2 separate regions of the Mus musculus genome follow, and region 2 is linked to region 1. A link is a contact called in public Hi-C data. All regions are on one chromosome and are shown on one strand. Each heading gives the region's core, a stretch centred on a gene start, on an enhancer-like site or on the middle of the called end of the contact. The rest is flanking DNA. Distances are from core to core; before and after follow the strand shown.

Evidence for each region. A called contact is a pair of places that touch in the nucleus more often than the background predicts.
Region 2: a contact with region 1 is called in a Hi-C map of liver, with 2.7 times the contacts expected there. The contact joins two enhancer-like sites. A contact is called at or near these places in 1 of 484 Hi-C or Micro-C datasets (liver) and 1 of 9 other capture datasets (adipose tissue).

The regions. Positions count from the first base shown.
Region 1 is chr11:21,424,396-21,427,031 of GRCm38.p6, reverse strand. No RefSeq gene overlaps it. Among named protein-coding and RNA genes, the nearest start is that of Ugp2, 55 kb to the right of the region's middle. Within about 2 kb of position 1,346, at least 61 of the 459 cell types and tissues checked have an H3K27ac peak or open chromatin away from gene starts, as enhancers often do. A contact at or near this core is called in adipose tissue and liver, where this site is marked.
Region 2 is chr11:21,563,598-21,566,233 of GRCm38.p6, reverse strand. Mdh1 (malate dehydrogenase 1, NAD (soluble)) reads left to right here. Exons shown (of 9, transcript NM_008618.3): 3 at 314-410; 4 at 2,018-2,193. Among named protein-coding and RNA genes, the nearest start is that of Mdh1, 7.0 kb to the left of the region's middle. Within about 2 kb of position 1,328, at least 30 of the 459 cell types and tissues checked have an H3K27ac peak or open chromatin away from gene starts, as enhancers often do. A contact at or near this core is called in adipose tissue and liver, where this site is marked.

The sequences.
Region 1 (2,636 bases), core at 97-2,596:
GGTATACAGAACACCTTCCAGTCCTAAGCAGGAGGACTTTCAGACTTAGGCATAAAATCCACAGTTTGCACCAGATCCCAAAGAGAAATTATTCCAGCTGCCTAGACACCAGACTCACAAAGAGGAGTCCAACAGGAGAGGAGGTATACCCAGTCCTTCTATTTGTTGAGTTCCATTTCAAAACAGAACAGCCATTCATTTCTCTGACAGCTATAGAGCTCAAGATTAAAATTTTTCATGCTTCACACACAAAAATGTACTTTCCATAGAAAAGTGCTGTACTGCCCTTTAAGAAAAGAAGTCATGAAAATGGTGGTCTGCAGAACAAAACTAATCCATGTCTGTTCATATGTCTGTTTGAATTTAAATTCTTTGAAATTACATTTACTCTCTCTCTCTCTCTCTCTCTCTCTCTCTCTCTCTATGTATGTGTGTGTGTGCAAAACCACTCATATGCACACATGCATGCCATAATAGGCTAGTGGAGGTCATAGAACGATATGTAGAAGCCTACTCTCTCCTTCCAGCCTAGCAGCAATGCCCTTTGTCGGCTGAGCTATCTTGCCTGTCCTGTATTTAATTTCTTAATGTAAAATTAAAACTACGAATTTTCTACTTCTCAGGGCCAAAGGGTGACAAGATTTTCATTCATTACAAAAGCAGAAAACCAATAACAATAATTCGGGCTTTGGGAACGAAGACCAGTAAGGGCTGAGGTTGTGGGAGGGAGAAGAGAAGCAATGGTTGGAATTCAGTGCCTGTATTTGAGAGATGTGCTATGGTGTGGTGAGCTGCTATCTTCCCTCTCCTGAGGAGAGAGACTTAACATATGATGGCGATGATGTGCTTCAGTACATGAACTAAGAGGGGCACTGAAAGAAGACACTCGCAAGGTGACAGCACTTCTTCAGAAGATGTTTTAGATCCAGGTGACAAGACAGGAAGGTCAGAACTTCAAGGACATGCACAGCTACATAGCAGATTTGAGGTGAGCCTGGGACACATGATTAGCATGTCTCAAAACACCAAAAGAGGGGGAGTGGCTGGGAGGAGGAACAAGAGCAGGAAGAGGAAGAGGAAGGGTTTCTCTGAGAAACAAGGATTTGATGAACTCAGAAGTGACAGTGCATTTCTCTGACTTTGGGGTGGAGAGTATAGAAACCACTCTCCTTGTGATGTCTCCACAGAGCTGTGTCTAATGCAATCCCTTCATGAGAGATGCCTCCAGGCTGCCATGTCTCTACAGCTTCTGGGAGACACATGGGGCATTTTCCTCTCCCACCCATGGGACTTTGCTCCAGTGTTTACCACAGAACTTGGCAGAACCATAAAGCTGGCACTGGAGTTTGCCAAGAGGAACTATTGCGGCTGCCTCTTCAGTGACAACGCTGAGCACATTCTGCCTAGAGCCAATGATATGACTGTTGATGAATCTCCAGAAGAACTACGTTTTCTCATCGCTGATGTGCAGTCAGGACTTTGCCATCCTGTTGGGCATACTAGAACTAGCAGAGAATGACAAAAGGGACGTGGTGGTCTCTGTATGCCCACGTGGTGTTCAATTGGAGTTTTCACTAAGAAACTGGGGCTTTCTACCCACTAGCCAGTTACAGCTGGCAGGATTTTTTTTTATAGGATTTGCGGAGTAATTATTTCTCTTTGGCTGACAAGGGAGGGGAGAGGTAATGCTATGGCTGCTTAGAAGAATAGAGAAAGCATGATGGTCCTTCTAACCATCCTACAGAAAGTAAAACCAAAATCCAAAATACCAAAAAAACAAAACAAACAAACAAACAAACCGTTTTTCTTAAAACAATCTTTGCTAAAGAACACTCCTGTCTGGCAAGAAGGACCTTTGTTACATGGCCCAGGCCTTAGGACTATCCAGAGGATACAGGTGTAAACTCTAGCTTAGTACCCTGAACCCGTGGACGCCAGAGGCCAATCACATTTTCCTGCAGCAGATTCATAGAAACATCCTGACATGATTACAGTTGAGGTCAGTAGGTTGCTCTCCTACTCATTTGTTAAATGGAGATGGCACCCAAACATTCTTAGGATTTCCTGTGCCTCCATCAGCATCCTATTCTGACATGCATCTCGGCACCTCATTGGCTGGTTGCCGTTAAAATACATTTTATACTTAAGATCATGGGTCTCAACAGGGTTTGCCACTTCTGTGTGGATAAGGAGAGAATAATATTTTTGGTGGATATGCAGTCAGGTATAAGGGAAAGGGGTGCCTCTGAGGACCCATGCTGAGGCATCCCTTCCCCCTGAGAGACCAGCCACAGGGTATGGGGTAGTAGAGAGTAGTAGACACAGAGAAAGGCAGAGAGAGAGAGAGAGAGAGAGAGAGAGAGAGAGAGAGAGAGAGAGAGAGAGAGAAGAGGAGTAAAGGCCAGCCATGAGTATGTGGAGAGAGAGGGGGAACTGGGGACAGAACAGGAACAAGAGAGCAAGAAAGAGGGGGGGGAACCTAGTTGTGGCCTGGTAACTAAGGGGTGGAGCCTAGACAAAATGCTAACAGAAACCAACAAGGTTAGCTGTTAAAACAAGGAACTCTTCTGTTACATGATTTAGAGATTGATAGAACTTGAGATTCAACTTCTGTAAGATCTAAATATATAACCCAA
Region 2 (2,636 bases), core at 79-2,578, 140 kb before region 1:
TAACAATGCTAAAATATGTATGCTAAAATCCTTTTCTAAAGTCTTTGTTAATTTTTTTCTCTCGACCTACAGATAATTGAACTTTCTCTTCATGTCAGATATCGTAGTCATCTATTGTTAGCTATTTATAAAGAGAAATCATACCTGCAGCTACTAAGCAAGCTATGGCATCTCTCTTCCATAATTATGACTAATTAGTGGGAACTAAATATATACAAACAAAAATAGGGTGGGACTTTGTGTGAGAGAGAATGCAGTAACCACCCCGACCTTCACCATAACCGCATTGCCTGCTGTCCTTGCTCTTTGGCAGCCCATCATTCTTGTGCTGTTGGACATCACCCCCATGATGGGTGTTCTGGACGGTGTCCTGATGGAACTGCAAGACTGTGCCCTTCCCCTTCTGCAGGGTGAGTTGGGAAGTCAAAGAAAACAGATGGTATAGCACTGCATAGCTTACTAAAGATAGATTGTTTTAAAGATTTGTATTAAAGATTGTCAGAAATTGTTTCACAAAAGTGTTTTGTTGTTGTTGTTTGAACTACACTACTGTTTTTAACGCAAATACCAAGAACAAATAAGTACAAAAGCAAGAAGCAATCGGTGGCAAGTCAAGGGCTTGTTTTCCCTCATGCCTACATATAATTTATAATACTAATTAAGTATAGTATGCTCAAGGATTTTACATCCAGGTTGTTTGCATTGTGCTGTTATTTGAAGTCATTTAGAAGTAATAGTAGGATCCTATAACAGACTACTTTCCATTCCAAGGGGTGTTCTCCAGGTTGGGTGCTGCTCTAGGCATTAGTTGTTCCTTGTATATTTCCTCTTCCATTTGCCAAGCACAGGTTTGAGATGGGTAAACTGTCCTTAAACTGCCCAGCTTGAGGGAAAGCATGAACTAACTCCGTGTCCCATCAGACATTTCCTAGAAGAGCGACTCTCCAGGTCACTTGTTGGGTGGCTCCTGTTTGTGCCAGCCTTTCTGTGGCTCCTTTTCCTTACAGCCCTTTCCGAGGCGGTCCCTCTGCGGCATTTCTATTTACAGCCCTTTTTCTGCTGTGTCCTCTGTCACTAATGGCCCAGAGTTTCCTCAGACTGCTGTAAATGTGGCAGCAAAGGGAAACCGTGACCGAAAAGGGACACAGATAGTTTTTTTTTTCCTTACATTCCTCCGTTTGGGGTCTCAGCAACCTGACTGAGATGGGTTTATTAGCCTAAAACGTTACAGATAGAAATGCTGACTTTCAGCTATGGCCTTTTTAATATGTTCAAAGGAAAACAACATTGCATGTTCCTTGATCAAAAAACAAGTTATATATTTATCAGATTGACACTGGGTTCCAGTTGAACTCTGGACCAACCTCCCTATCTTATCAGAGTGGCACTAATTCCCTTATGCCTTAGTTTCTTCATCTGTGAAATGTGAAGATTACATTTGATAGAATACAATCCTTTGCATTATCCCTATTAGAGTATGCCCTGGTAAACATTATTTTTTCAATTGGTATCTTAAATCTTGGAATAACTATAATCTAAAGATTAGGTGAGTCAGTTTTTCTTTTGTTTTATCCATGGAGATATATATATATGTGTGTGTGTGTGTGTGTGTGTGTGTGTGTGTGTGTGTATACACACATATATATACACACATAGATGTATATACATATATATATCCATAGATATAGATATATCTCCATAGAGATATAGATATATAGATAGATATGTAAAAAACAAATGCTGCATCATATCTAATTATGTAAGTGATAAAAACATAAAGCTATTTTAATTGAGATAATTATTGATATAAAAATACAAAATAATTATTGACTTTCTGCTGTGTTCTTAGGGGTCATTAAGTGAGTGTATTATCTTTAGGTCTCTGAAAAGTGCATCAATGTGAACTATGAAAATCAACATTTGGCACAGTTTAAAAACATAAGTAGATTCAATATGAAAGGGGAAACTTCAACTTGGTCATTTAAGTAGCACTGTGTGTTGTTTGCCATGTCCATAGATGTCATTGCAACGGACAAAGAAGAGATTGCCTTCAAAGACCTGGATGTGGCTGTCCTAGTGGGCTCCATGCCAAGAAGGGAAGGCATGGAGAGGAAGGACCTACTGAAAGCCAATGTGAAAATCTTCAAATCCCAGGGCACAGCCTTGGAGAAATACGCCAAGAAATCAGTTAAGGTGACTCACAGCAGATTTCATGGGGTTGTTTTCTTACTTGTATTTCAGACTTCTGCTTTTGATGTTTAAATGCCAGAACTGCTTGTATTAGTTTATAGTTCTATACCAAGGTCAGCAAGTACAGATAGACATGGAGGGAAAAGACAGCTTTCTTGTACTGCTTGCTGTGAGTGCTTGTTGAGACCTTCAGGGTCATTTGTGTGTTCTGGAAGGTGACTGCTGAGTGCTTTCTGTCAGTCACTGCAGACGCAGCTTCTGCGTTCATGGAATTGTTACAGGCTGTTTCATGACTTCCTCTTCTGTCTCTGTAGCTATTTATATTCATTCTAAGTTTGTCTTCATGTTCCAAAGCCATTCTTCATAAGTGACCTGGATATAATATTTCATTGTTGCCTATATTTTTGTTTACTGTGCATTTCATTTTAAATAGTTAACTTTCCTCT